Regions from separate parts of the Macaca mulatta genome. Here region 2 is linked to region 1. Evidence: chromatin contacts called from public Hi-C data. All regions are on one chromosome and are shown on one strand. Each heading gives the region's core, a stretch centred on a gene start, on an enhancer-like site or on the middle of the called end of the contact. The rest is flanking DNA. Distances are from core to core; before and after follow the strand shown.

The links. Hi-C and Micro-C count contacts between places; a contact is called where the count stands out from the background.
Region 2: a Hi-C map of fetal cortex germinal zone shows a contact between it and region 1, with 2.5 times the contacts expected there. The contact joins the enhancer-like site here to the promoter of FGF18 in region 1. A contact is called at or near these places in 3 of 14 Hi-C or Micro-C datasets (fetal cortex germinal zone, fetal cortical plate and liver).

Annotation. Positions count from the first base shown.
Region 1 is chr6:180,273,773-180,281,136 of T2T-MMU8v2.0, forward strand. It overlaps FGF18 (fibroblast growth factor 18), which reads left to right and starts at 2,523. Exons shown (of 5, transcript XM_015141412.3): 1 at 2,523-3,161; 2 at 3,337-3,373. The coding sequence starts at 3,130.
Region 2 is chr6:180,896,254-180,903,617 of T2T-MMU8v2.0, forward strand. It overlaps STK10 (serine/threonine kinase 10), which reads right to left. Exons shown (of 19, transcript XM_028849917.2): 18 at 7,188-7,301. All of the region lies in intron 2 of LOC114678969 (a long non-coding RNA gene), which reads left to right. Among named protein-coding and RNA genes, the nearest start is that of FBXW11, 49 kb to the left of the region's middle. Within about 2 kb of position 3,723, at least 9 of the 40 cell types and tissues checked have an H3K27ac peak or open chromatin away from gene starts, as enhancers often do. A contact at or near this core is called in fetal cortex germinal zone and fetal cortical plate, where this site is marked.

The DNA.
Region 1 (7,364 bases), core at 1,273-3,772:
CTCATCCCACTGGGTTCTCTCAAAGCACTGGTAACAAGCCAGCATTTATCTCTTGGTGTATTTGCTTATGGCTCATCTTCCCTAGTGGAGACGAAGTACTTTTTTAGTGCAGGGATCTTGCCTGTCTTTCAGTGAGGGCCCGACACTGTAGGATCTCAATAAATTGTGATTGAACTAGTAAGAAGTGACTACTAAAATAGTGGTATACATTAAGTGTTGTATGAACATGCTAAATCCAGATAGAACCCATTTAAGATTCAGGCATATGGTAAATAGGTCATATTGGTAAATAGGTACATGAAACCAGACATGAGGGTGTGAGTGGTGGCGAAAAGAATGTGTAGTATAAAATTGATTTGGAGTCAAAAGACATTCTGACTAGATGCCTCTTCAACTGTAAATTGGAAGTGATCTTGCCTCCCTACTTCATAAAATTGTTCAGAAAGAAATGTGAAAATAACCTGAAAACCATAATTAGGATTATTAGTTAGCTAAAATGTTTGGAGTTTTCATTGTGTGCCAGACACTCATTGAGTACTCACAACTCTGTGAGAGTCGTTCCTGTTCTTAGCCATATTTTGTAGAGGAGGAAGCAGAGTCTCAGACCGTTGCTTGCTGGAATTTGTAAGTAAATGTTGGTGACAGTATTCAAATGCACTACCTCTGACTCCTGAGTTTATGCTCTTACTCAGAAGTGTTCTCTTGGCTGGACTTTTTGGTCAGTCTGATTTGTTTGATAGGTGAGATTGGCAAATATACTTTATCCGAGCATTGAAAAATACTGCAAGCATTTTAGATAGGGTATAAATAATTATATACCCATTCCATTCACAAGTAATAAAAAATAGTAACAGTACAGAAAATTTGAAGCATGATTCTTAGCCAGGAGATACTTCAAACTAGCAGATGGTAAGCCAAAAACCCCTCTTGACTGGGTTTGTCAATCTTCCTATAAAGCAAGATCAAAGATGGTGGCAATGACTGAGGTCATCGGTGGGAGAATTTCTGTCCATTTCTATTTATGGTTCGTCATTGCATCCTATCTTGGGATTGGTTCATTTTCTCCAGAACTTGGAAAGTTACGAGTAACTTGGCAAGTCCAGCTCTGGCAATCAGAATGCCTAAGTAAATTCAGCTCAAAAGCTTCATGCAGGAATTTTCGCCATCACTCAGCACCTGGTTTTGAAAAGGTTTTCTGCACTTGCGTCCAGTGTTGAAACAGAGGCTATCTGTTTAAAATAGCCTCAGCTTTGAAAGGGAACTTAAAATAGCTTGCAAGGAGGTCTGATATTTGGAACAATTACTAATGTTTTATATTCATGGCTTCAGGAAATAGCACCGTTCCACAGTCCTACCTCAGTTTATGCTCTAGTGGACCATCAACCATTGCCAACGCAAGGAGGCTTTAACCAAACAGTCCAGATTCCTGAGTTTTGGTTGAGGCTGTACTCCAATGTCTTTCTCACTGACCTATTTTCCTTAGCATTGGGCCTAAGCAGAGCTTGGCTGACACCGGCTCTACACAGTGAGGCAGGTGCGTGACAAGAACATCTACGTTTTGGAGTTGGTGGGAAGGACAGGACTTATGCCTCTGGAAGGGGTGGAGGCGGTAAGAACCAGTGTCCTGAATGGGACCCTGGTTAAAGGAACGAAGCTACATAGTATGCAAACGGAGGCAAGTCTCAGCCTGGTTTTGGGAGGAGGCCGGAAGAGGGCCTCAGCGTGGTCGCTGACCAGAGTCCTGCTGGCTGCTCCCCGGCGTGCAGCCGTCCGTGCTGGGGTTGCAGTGACGTCTCGGGGCCGCTTGGTGGTAGCCGTGTGTTTCCAAAGCTGGCTCGCCTACGGGAGAGCCCAGCTGGGATCCCGTGAACCGACCCCAGAACCCTGGAGGCGGCAAGGGGTGGGAAGGAGAGACGCCCCGGAGCCCCCTTCGCAGCGGCAGGGACGTAAGAAGAGAAAGGGGGCTCACTTAAGTGCGTAGCCAGTCAAGAGGGTGGCTGGGAAACTCCACGATCACAGAGCGGGTAAAAGCGACCCCCATTCAGTGGAGCCGCCCCGGGGCTGGGTCTGACCCGCCCCCTCTCGGCTCCCCACTCGAGCGCTGGTGAGTGCGACTAGCGAATGTGGGCAGGTGAGGACGCTCCGTACCTAACTGCTTTCTTGGGAAGCATCGCCTGCCCAGTTTGGGCAACGTTTGCGCGGAGGAGCGGGTCACTGCGTTCGGGCGCAGAGCTCCGACGGCTTCCAGCGCTCACCAGCTTCAGTTTCGTGGGTCCTGCCCCTTCGGAGCTGCCGGTTCCGTCGCCGAGAGTCTGAGCGCCTCCCCTCCAACCCCGAGCCGCCGGGAGAAGGAGGAGGAGGCAGCGAGAGGCCGCGGCAGGCAGGCGAGCAGGCAGGGCCGCCTTTGATGTGGGCTGGGCGCACCCAGGCGAGCTGAGCGCCCGTCCGGCCGCGCCCCGAGGGGGGAGCCCCCAGGCCCCGCATCCTCATTGTGCCGGCTCTGGCCCGGGCCCGCCCCCGGCCCCCCGCCCCCTCGCCGCCCGCGCGTAGAAAACGCCCCGGCCGCCGCCAGTGGTGGGAGGCGGCGATGCGCACGGCCGGAGAGACGCGGAGGAGGAGACATGAGCCGGCGGGCGCCCAGACGGAGCGGCCGTGACGCTTTCGTGCTGCAGCCGCGCGCCCCGACCCCGGAGCGCTGACCCCTGGCCTCACGCAGCTCCGCGCCCGGGCCGGAGAGTGCAACCCGGCTTCCAGCCCCGCCGCGCATGCTGTCCCCGAACTGAGCCGGGAAGCCAACCTCCCACGGACGCCCGGACGGCCGGCCGGCCAGCAGTAAGCAAGCTTCCCCGCACCAGCCAGGCGCCTCCTGCATAGCGGCTGCCGCCCCGCAGCCCCTGCGCCAGCCCGGAGGGCGCAGCGCTCGGGAGGAGCCGCGCGGGGCGCTGATGCCGCAGGGCGCGCCGCGGAGCGCCCCGGAGCAGCAGAGTCTGCAGCAGCAGCAGCCGGCGAGGAGGGAGCAGCAGCAGCGGCGGCGGCGGCGGCGGCGGCGGCGGAGGCGCCCGGTCCCGGCCGCGCGGAGCGGACATGTGCAGGCTGGGCTAGGAGCCGCCGCCTCCCTCCCGCCCAGCGATGTATTCAGCGCCCTCCGCCTGCACTTGCCTGTAAGCGCCCGCGCGCGGGGCTGCCCACCCTGCCTGGCCGTCTGTCCGTGTGCCTGTGCCCTGTGCCTCTGTCTACCCGCCCGTCCGTTCGCTTGACTGTTCGACTGAGTGTCTGTCTGTCCGTGCGCCCCCCTCCTCAGGTCCCACTGACCGCTTCTCCATCTGTTTCCCGCAGGTGTTTACACTTCCTGCTGCTGTGCTTCCAGGTACAGGTACGTGGGCTCCTGACTCTGACCTCCTCCCGCCCCTGCCTCGCGGTACACGCCGACCCCCCTTCCCCGGCCGCGCCCCCTCCCTGTGCCCCACCCCTCCTGGGCGCCGAGCCCAGTGCACCTGTTCCCAGGGCGCGGAAGGGCGGCTCCGCGCGCGCCCTGCGCCGGCGGGGGACCGGCCAAGGGCAAGGGGCTCTGCCGCGGGGCCCGAGGCGGCGCTGGCTGTCGCGGCCCCTGTCGGCCTCGGCTGGAAGGAGATCCCGCAGACCCGGCGGGTTCAGCCGCAGCAATATACCCGGCTCTAAGACCCCTGCCCGCAGTCAGCGAGGGGTAGGACCTAGGGATTTTCTCTGCCAACCTTCCCTTAACATCACCGCTTCCAAACAAAAAGGCTTTCAGCCGAGTGGATTTCGAGTCCAGGGAGAAAGCTTCAGTTGTAAATTACTCTGTGGTTTTGAAGGCTCTTGCAGCACTGAGACACACATACAGACACACACACGCCCGGGACAAGGGGAACCTCGAGGGCGCCTAGGCCGAGTGGCCGTTGCCCGCGAGGCCGCTCCCGGACGGGCCACGCTCCGCACTCCCTCGCCTAAGGTGGTGCAGCCCTCGTTGGTTCCCCGCCTGCTCCCCGTTCGCTCGCTCTCCGTGAATCAGAAGAGGGCTTGGCGCTCAGCCTGGAAAGCACTTGCTAAAATCTGATCTGTTACTTCAGCAGCTTTCAGACTCGGGAAGGTCTTGGCACACAGACAGTTGGAACGCTCTGGCTTCCAAAGCCGTAGAAATGAAGGAAAAAGGGTTGGGGGGAGGGAGAGAGAAGAGCGAAAAAGGGAGCCGACTTCAGCCCCGATTAGAACCAGACCAGGGCTGCCTCTGCATGTTGGGGGTGGGGGGCGGCGGGCAAAGGGAATAGGAAGCGTCAGCTCCCCAAGCCCCCACCCACCTAGCGCTGCAAGGGGCCAGGCCAGGAGGAACTGGACACAGGCCAAAAGAAGGTTGTCTGACCCTTCCCCCTCGGTGGAAGGCAGGTGGCTTTCCGGGATTAGAGAAGAATCTTAGACCTTAGCCTTCTGGATTCAGGAGATCCCCAGAGCAAGTCTTAAGCACAGGAAATTGGTGGTTCTCCCGGTTTTCTGGCTCAAGGAGTGTTGTGTGCCTTGAGCACTGCTGGGACTCAGCAGCCTCTCGCCGTGTTTGGCGGTGGTGGGCCTGTTATCTTCCCTCCACACCCAGAAGAGGGTTGTTACCCTCCTGATAGGCACTGAGCTGGGGGCATCCAGTAGGGCTTGGGGACGGAAGGGTGGACGGACTGATGGGTTCTTTCCTCCTGTTGGCCAGGCTGGAGTCCCCAGTGACTCCTTGAATCAATATAACTGGAGTCAGTAACTTAAGACTGGCTGTTTGCCAAAGCAGATGTGACCCTGTGTGGTGATGGGGGCGGGGGTGGGGAACGGCTGGTGTCAAAGAGGGAGGCCAGTGCCAGGCATGGCCTGCCTGGTCTGCAGCTGAGTCCCCAAGCAGAGGGCAGGCCCCGGGGTCACTCCAGGGGGTCTGCTTGTCTGACCTGGGCAAGAGCTCTTTTCCAGAGTTCTGAGCCTGGGGGCAGGAGTGATGAAATGGGCATGGAGTAGCAGGGAGGCCTGCAGACGTGTGGCTCAAGCCTCTGGATGCCTGCTGCTCTTGGTTCTTCTTGAAGTGGGGCCCAGGAGGGGCTGCTGTGTGGTCTCTGTGTTCTCTGGGGGAGCTGGAGGGAGGGAGCGTGGACTCTGCATCCCACCTCCACCTCCTGGCCAGAGCTAGAGCCAGCATCTTGGGAAAGAGCTGGGTGGTCTGCCCTGGTTAGGTCAAACGGCAGCCTTAGAGCAGGTGAGGGAACCTCCTCTCCCCACCACCTCCACCTTCCCCCTTCCATCGCCCCTTTGTCCCCACCGGCCTTTCTGCATCCAAAGTGCCATAGGACTGATGTTTTTAACCCATGGTCCATGTACCCTTGGAGTGTCAAAGGATGGGATTGTGGGAGGGGGAGGCCCCTGAAACATTGCACAAAAATGGTGCTTAAATGTGCTGTGTCTGGAAGAGGGTTGTCTGCTCCCCACAGAGTTTCAAAACATCTGTGACCCCTAAAGAGAAAGAAATGTTATCCTGGGAGTTATGGGCAAGGTTGTCAGGCTTATGTCCCCATTTACACTATAGGAACAAAAGTCGGGTGGCCTTAATGGTTGAAACGAGGGGTGGGAGCCACATGATGTTAACTGCCAGGAATCTGAGGCCTGTTCCCTGCTGAGGTTTGGGTAGGCTACACTTAGCGGGTAGCAGCTGAAGCTCCTTTAGGGTGAGCAGGGCCCAGGGAAGCCTCTCTGCGTGGAGGGAAGGGCTCAGGGCTTTGCGATCCAGTGGCCTAGGCCTGAACCCCAGCTCCAGTGCCATCTTTCCCTCTCTGTGGATCCCCAGAATCTTCGCCGCATCATTTGTGAAATGGTTGGTCATGGAGTTAAACTGGTATATGATAGGGGTGGGGAAGTTTTGCCAGTTCTCATCCTCCCAGGAAGGCACACTGTGGCTGCTGGGAAATGGATGTGCCTACACCCTTCCCTCCCCCACCTCAGTGTTTTCCAAGACTGGACGAGTCTCAGCAGTGGAGTTTCTGGGCCCCTTCTTTCCTCCTGTCCATCGCTACCAGGCTCAGAATGGGTCCCTGCCCCCAGCTACGTTTCCATGAGCACATTCAATGCCAGACACCGTCCTGCCCACCCCCGAAGTGGTGAGCCCCGCCCTCACCCGCTGGCCACCCTAGGAAGTAGGAAGCTGGGAATTTAATAAAATCCCTTCATCCCTTCTCCACACGACTCGGGACACCGTAGATAGCTCAAATTGGAAGAATTTTAAAAATTTCCGTGGGGAGCAAGCGGCGTGACCAGTAAATTGCTTTTCTGCACTTGGCTGAGCTCTGACAATGACACCGGGCTGGGCCTTTCCCGCAGCTCGGCCGGCACCTGCCTGACATTGTTCCTGCCGCCAGGCTCGGCTAGGTCCTGGCCTTCCCCAGACAGACCAGGCATGACGCAGGCCAGGCCGGGCGGGGTGCAGGGGGGCATCCCCGGCCTCTTGTCCCTCCTGCCAGCCCCTTAGCCCCTTGTCCCTCCTGCAGCGCCACTTCCTCTCTCACCACAAGAAGTGTTCAAGTTTGGAAGTTTCCTTCCATGCCCCCTCTTGGCGTGACCACCCCCACACCCAGCCTCCTCAGTGAGGTTTAGACCCTTTCTTTAAGCTGGCTAGGATGGGGAAGCTGGAGACAGTGTCCTTTGGGACAAAAAGAGGATGCGATGCTCTGTTAGTGGATGGCACTTTTTTTTTTTTTTTTTTTTGAGCTCTGTCACCCAGGCTGGAGTGCAGTGGCGTGATCTCGGCTTACCACAACCTCTGTCTTCTGGGTTCAAGTGACTCTCCTCAGCCTCCCAAGTAGCTGGGATTATAGGTACACACCACCATGCTGGGCTAATTTTTGTATTTTTAGTAGAGACAGGGTTTCACCACGTTGGCCAGGCTGGTCTCAAACTCCTGACCTCAGGTGATCTGCCTGCCTTGGCCTCCCAAAGTGCTGAGATTACAGGTGTGAGCCACCCACCTGGCCTTTTAATTTCTTAAAGCAACATTGTCCATCCATCCACAGTCAGGTATTCATTCAGCACATGCTTGCTGGGAGCCTGCTTCTTGCTGCCTTGGGAATAAGGTCTGGTCAGTCCCTGGCCTCTAAGTTTAAAGGGAGAAAGTGCCAGATGAGCAGAGTCTTGTCTATTCGGCTCCCTCCTCTCCCAGCACTGTGAAGTGGAGTGAGGCAGGCACGTACATCTTCCTTCCGTTTAGCAGGGGAAGAAACTGAGTCCGAGGAGCAGTGATTTGCGTGAAGGAAAAAGAAGGTGCTTGTAGAAATTCTAAAGTGTCCCTTACATTGGGAAGCTGGTTCGGTTCTTTCAACCATTCTACAGGGAGG
Region 2 (7,364 bases), core at 2,473-4,972, 620 kb after region 1:
TGCCAGAGCTCCAGGATTTTCTTTTTTTCGTTTTTTTTTTTTTTGAGACAGAGTCTCGCTCTGCCGCCCAGGCTGGAGTGCAGTGGTGCGATCTTGGCTCACTGCAAGCTCCGCCTCCTGGGTTCACACCATTCTCCTGCCTCAGCCTCCCGAATAGCTGGGACTACAGGCGCCTGCCACCATGCCCTGCTAATTTTTTTGTATTTTTAGTAGAGAAGGGATTTTGCCATGTTAGCCAGGATGGTCTCGATCTCCTGATCTCGTGATCCGTCTGCCTCGGCCTCCCAAAGTGCTGGGATTACAGGCGTGAGCCACCGTGCCTGGCCTAGGATTTTCTAAAGAAACTGGAAATCAAGATTTTAATGTAAAATCTCCTTATATACTTAAAAGTGGGAATCTTTTAAAAAATTTATAGGCCAGGCATGGTGGCTCATGCCTGTAATCCCAGCACTTTGGGAGGCCAAGGCAGGCGGATCACCTGAGGTCAGGAGTTCAAGACCAGCCTGGCCAACATGGCGAACTCCATCTCTACCAAAAACACAAAAGCTAGCCAGGCCTGGTGGTGTGTGCCTATAATCCCAGCTACTTGGGAGGCTGAGGCAGGAGAATCACTTGAGGGGAGGTGGAAGTTGCAGTGAGACGAGATCGTGCCACTGCACTCCAGCCTGGGTGACAGAGCAAGACTCTGTCTCAAAAAAAATTTTTTTTTTTACATCACTATGTTGGTTGGCCAAACATACCATGCCTGTAAGCCAATTCCAGCACATAGGCTATCAGTTTGGGACCTTTGCTCTAGGAGTACCAACAATTTAATAATAATAGCTGCTACTTTTTGAGCACAGAATGGTTTAGTAACTTGCCCAAGGTCTCACAACTAGTAATGGAGGAGTTAGGACTTCATCCCACCTGTGTGACTCTAAAGCCTGGGCTGTTTAAGCATTACTCTGTTCTACCCCCCAACATATATTTCTCAATACAACCTTCTAAGGCTAGAGTCAGCAATCTTTTTTCTGTTATGTGACAGATAGTAAACATTCTTGGCATTGCATGACACATTTGGTCTCTATTGTGACTACTCAACTGCCACTGTAGTACAAAATCAGCCACAGACAATCTGTAAATGAACGAGCATGGCTGTGTTCCAATAAAACTTTATTTACAAATACAAGTGGTGGGCCAGATTAGGACATTGGCAGTAGTTTGCTAACATCTACTTTAAGGAAATAAGTATCTACATTTTACAGCCCAAAAAGCCAGAGTTCAGGAGGGAAGATTTGACTCGTTTGGGCCACATTCTGTGTTAACACTGACCCAAGCAACACTTCATTGACTCTATCAGATATTCCGTACTTACTTGAAATACATCTGATTTTTTCTAAAAATACTCCACAATGTACAATCATCTCCCTGCCTCCATACAAGGCAGGGGGTTCACAGGCTGCTGACTGTAATGCAAGAACGTAAAAGACCATTTATTCTTGAATGAAAATCATCACCTCCGGGTCACTGTTCCAGCAGAAACCCAAGTAGCTAATAACAGAAGAATTCTATAAAGAATTCTGCAAAGAGGTAGCCCCCACAGGCAAAGTCCAACGCCAGCTTCCCAAATGCACACTTGTGGTGCCTCCCCCGAGCCCAGGCCCCTCTTTGAAGCGATCTGAGACATAAGGCAATAGCTAGAGGCAACGTGATCATTCATTTTCAAACTCTCAGCATATGCCAAGGGTATAGAATCCCCAGATAAGATAACCAGGTGAACGTTTATTTCCTGATTGCAGAACCAACCTATGTCAGCAGGAACATTATTGATTTGAGTGTCAAGTATTGAAAGTCTCAGCAGAACATGGTTACAGAAACTGATGAGCGTGGTCCTGCTAACAGGAAGTCTGGGCCCTGGCCAGCTTCCAGCCACAAAGCTCCATTAGCGCAGCGAGGGAGGCCTCAATTCAAGGACTCCCAAGGCCATTATACAGATGAGATGGGTAGCTGCCTCCTGTGCAGACCACAGTTACAGTAAGCAGAACTGATGTACGATGGCAGAACGAACCTCAGGACTTCAGGACCCGTGGGCATGAGATTAAGGGTAACCTGGGCAGCTCTCTCTTCAGAGAGTTTAGGGGGATGAGTATGTTCTTGGTCTGTACTATGTACTAGCGACTTCTGGCATAGCATTGCAGTATCGATAGCTTCACTGTACAAACAACCACAATGAGGACCCATGTTTGTTTTTTTTTTGATGGAGTCTTGCTCTGTCTCCCAGGCTGGAGTGCAGTGATGCGATCTTGGCTCACTGCAATCTCTGCCTCCTGGCTTCAAGCAATTGTCCTGCCTCAGCCTCCCATGTAGCTGGGATTACAGGCTTGTGCCACTGTGCCCGACTAATTTCCGTGATGGTTAATTTTATGTGTCAACTTGGCAAGGCCATGGTATCTATCTACCTGTTTGGTCAAACACCAGACTAGATGTCACTATGAAGGTATTTTATAGATGTGATTAGCATTTAAATCAGTAAACACTGAGTAAAGCAAACTACCTTTCATGATGTGGGTGGGACTCAATCAGTTGAAGGCCTTCAGAGAAAAGAGAGAAGGAATTCTTCCTCTAGACAGCAACAACAACTGGGTCTCCAGCCTGCTGACCTGTCCTGCAGATTCCAGACTCACCAGCCCCCACAATCATGTGAGCCAGTTCCTTAAAATAACTAAATCAATTTCCCTCTCCCTCTCCCTCCACACACACACACACACACACACACACACACACACGCACCCTCTCTCTATATTGGTTCTGTTTCTCTAGAGAATCCAGACTCATACAGGCCCAGAGCGGGGACGATCGCTTGCCCAAGATCCCAAAGCTGGTGACCGGCAAGAACGTCTAGAGTGCCAGCTAGAGAGGAAATGGACGAATTCCCCCCACCTCTGATACCATCCTAATCCAAGCTGCCCTCATTTCTCACCAAGGTTATCACAATAGTTTCCTTACTGGTCTCTCTTCCTCCACTCTTGAGCCCTGAGGGAAGCCAGTGGGATCCTTTTCAAAACACGAGTCAGACCCCCCCGTCCTCTGCTCAGAACCCTCCAGTGGCTCCCATCTCACACAGAGTAAAAGCCAGGCTTTACATAGGTCCCCCCACCCCTCTGACTTTGCCTCCTGTCGCCTCCCACCATCACCACCACTCTCTGGCGCAGGGGCCTCCTTGTTTCACAAGCAAGGTGTCCAGGCCTTTGCAGCTGCTCTTCCCTGTGCTGGGAATGTCCCCCCGAAACCCCCCACAGCTGCACGGCTCCCTCCCTCAGGTCCTTCAGATCTGGGCTCAGATGTCTTCTTAGATGACATCTTCCTGCCACACTGTCTGAAGCAGCTCCACTTTGTGACCGCCCCCCATGCTGTTTCCCTCCCTGCTTCCTGGCCCCTCACTAGAAGGTCGGTTCTTCCTGAGGGCAGGGACTTGTCCCTTTTGTTCAATGCAGTGTCTGAAACTGTGTGGGGCACTGAGCAGGCGCTCAAGAAATACGTGTTGCATTAATACACAAATGAATGAACAAATGAATGAATGATCAAGCTAAGGATGGCACACAAATGCAATCCCACGTGGTAAGTGCCATGACAGGGGCAAGGACGGGGAGCCCAGAAGAGACAGCATATAGCCTCCGTGGGGAAGGCCTGAATAATGAAGACACACAGAAGTTGGCCAAGCAAAGGCTGGTGGGTAGAGAATTCCTGGCAAGGGGAACAGGCTGGGCAAAAGCCCAGCAGAGAACGAGGGAAGCGCAGATGGTATGGAGATCTATTTGGGTACCGAAATCTGTTCAGAGCACAAGTCGGGGATGAGACTCACAGGAGATAAGGCAAGAACAGTAGTTCTCAAAGTGTGGTCCATGAACCCCTAGGGGGCCCAGAACACTTTCTGGGGGTGGGGAAGGGGCAGCAAGCTCTAGTTTCCTACTGAGACACAGTTTGCTTTTTCAGTGTTTTGATATTTGTGCTAATGGTACAAAAGCAATGATGGGTAAAACTTCTGGAGCTTCTGGAGGATTCAGACAATGGCCCCTCCAAACTGAATGAGTATTCTTCACCACCGTGCACTCACAGTGTTTATTTTTATTTTTATTTTTTTGAGATGGAGTTTCACTCTTTCGCCCAGGCTGGAGTGAAGTGGTGGTGAGATCTTGGCTCACTGCAACTTCTGCCTGCCGGGTTCAAGTGATTCTTCTGCCTCAGCCTCCAGAGCAGCTGGGATTACAGGTATGCACCACCACACCTGGCTAATTTTTGTATTTTTAGTAGAGACGGGGTTTTGCCATGTTGGCCAGGCTGGTCTCGAACTCCTGACCTCAGGTGATCCACCCGCCTTGGCCTCCCAAAGTGCTGGGATTACAGGTGTGAGCCACCATGCCAGGCCCACTCACAGTATTTTAGAAAGTTTTTCAATTAAAACAATAAAGCCAACTGCACTTAAAATCACCTTGAACACAAATGGTTTACTTTATTAAATCCTGACCTTCAAGGTCACTGCCCTTTAACGTCCTGTGTGAGGAAATGAGAACTATGCATAAGGCATGCCTGCTGCCCATGAAAGCATGATGGCTGCCTAGAGATCTTGTTCTTGTGCCCGATCTTGTTCTTGTGCAATTGTCTTGAGTTGTGGGCTGAACTAGCCACTTTATTTTGCAGAATATCATTTTTACTAAAAAACAACTGACAACTGGGCATGGTGGCATGCGTCTATAGTTCCAGCTACTTGGGAGGCTGGGACAGGAGAACTGCTTGAGCCCAGGCAGTCGAAACCAGCCTGGACAACATAGCAAGACCCATACTCTCTTAAAAATGAACAAACTGAGCTGATCACTTCAAAGGAAACAAACTAAAGATATTTATTGCCAATGACAAAATTTGAGCATTCAAGCAAAAATGAGAACTTTGGAAAACATGTGTCCACCAGCCTGAACATGACAGCTTCTCAATTTTTTTTTTTTCTTTTTGACAGGGTCTCAATCTGTCACCCAAACCGGAGTGCAGTGGTGCAATCATGGTTCACTGCAGCCTTGACTTCCTGGCCTCAAGTGATCCTCCCATCTCAGGTTCCAGAGTATCTGGGACTACAGGCATGTGCCACTGTGCCCAGCTAATTTTTGTATTTTTTGTAGAGATGAGATTTCACCATGTTGCCCAGGCTGGTCTCAAACTCCTGGGCTCACACCTGTAATCCCAGCACTTTAGGAGTGGTGGTGGGCGCCTGTAATCCCAGCTACTCAGGAAGGCTGAGGCAGGAGAATCGCTTGAACCTAGGAGGTGGAGGTTGCAGTGAGCCGAGACAGCGCCACTCTGTCTCAAAAAAAAAAAAAAATCCACTGCTCTATCTTGCACTTGGATGTAACTTTGCCCCACCCATGATCCTGTAACATCATGCACTGGTCACTTAGAAAATATTGGTTTACTGTGTTATGCAGATCTTCCAAAAGTTGACATATTACACAATATTTTTAAAAAATTATATCCGCCAGGCACAGTAGTGCACACCTGTAGTCCCAGCTACTCAGGAAGCGGAGGCAGGAGAATCACTTGAACCCAGGAGGCACAGGTTGCAGACAGCCAAGTTCCCACGCCTGTAATCCCAGCACTTTGGGAGGCCGAGGCAGGTGGATCACTTGAGGTCAGGAGTTCAAGACCAGCCTGGACAACATGATGAAACCCCATCTCTACTAAAAATAGAAAAACTAGCCAGGCATAGTGGCATGTGCCTGTAATCACAGCTACTCAGGAGGCTGAGGCAGGAAAATCATTTGAACCCAGGAGGCAGAGGTTGCAGTGAGCCGAGATCACGCCACTGCACTCCAGCCTCGGGCGACAGAGTGAAACTCTATCTCTAAAATAAAAAATAAAATAAAGAAATCAACAGATGGGTCAGGAGGGACGTTGCAGAGGGGCCAGTGACAGAGAAGAAACTCAGCAGAACGTGGGCCTAGAAGGACAAGGCAGGCGAGGAAGAGAATGACTGTAGCACTGACTGCCACCAGGAGGTCAAGTCCAGCAAGTCATATCCATGGGAGTCAGCCACCAGGATGCTGCTACTGACCTTGCCAGGAGAGGCTGCAGTGGGCTGAGAAAGGAATTTCTCAGTGGGCGGAGGAAGAAATTGTGAGAGGGCTTCACAGAAAGGAGAGAGAGTGACAGGGCAGTAAAGAAAGATGTGGGACTGAGCGAGGGCATGGGTTTTGAAGGTGAAAGTATGGCAGGCACAATTCAAAAATGACCCCCATGACTCTCCTATAACTCTCCCCGCTCCTCTGAGTGTGGGTGGAACCTCTGAATGTGGTATCATTCCTGCAAGCAGGGAGGCTATCCCGTGACCCGCATTTAATCACATGAGCACAAAAGGGTTTTCTGCTGGTGGCAGAAGGGGATATCAGAGACATTCAAACATTCAAAGCACAAGAAGGTCTGAATGCACGCTTGCTATTTGGAGGTGGAAGAGGCCACGTGATAAGGAATGCTGGTGGCCTCTAGAAAATAAAGTAACCCCTGTCCGAGGTCAGCAAGGAAACAGGGACCTCAGACCTACAGCCACAAGGAACTGGATTCTGTCGAAAGCTGAGCGGGTTTGGAAGTGATTCTTCCCCAGAAACTTCAGCTAAGAGCCCAGCCACGCTGAAAACGTTGATTGCAGCCTGGTGAGACCCTGCGCAGAGAACCCAGGTGAGCCCACCCAGACTCTTGAACTCCACCACTAGGAGGGAGTGAACGGGTGTCGGTTTAAGCTGCTTAGTGTGCGGCAGTTCATCACACAGCAACAGAAAACTAAATTGGCAAGTATTCTATCTGGTGCTGGGTTCTGACTTCTGAGAATAACTTCCTCTGAGAGAAAATCCCCACAGGCTGGGCTCTGGCCCAGCAGCATGGCTGGCTTGACTCACTGCAGCGTGCTCTGTGGACACCACATGGCAGGAGTACTCTGGTCCACGAGAGGGAGCTAAACAAGACGCTGCCCTTCCATAGCTGGAAGCTGCAGGGTGTTTAGCCATGAAGGGTTAGAAAGTTCCTCTCTCTCAGGCTGGAGATCCATTTGACGGTGCCACAAAGCAAGAGTCCACCAAAATAACGAGACCTAACATGTCCTGGCCAGAGGCCTGTGCATGGCACAGAGCAGAGCCCGAGACCGAGCCCACCAGCTCGGACAAGGTTACCTTCTTGCGCGGCCGAAGCTTGTCCCGCCATTCCTTCAGGTTCTGATTATGGCTCTCATCCAGCGCCTTCAGCTTCTGGGTCTCGTGCTCTACCAGGAGGTGGCACTTTTCATTCTGGAACAAATTCCAGGCAGAACAGGTGAGAAATCAGAAGACACAGGCCCTGAAGACTGAGAC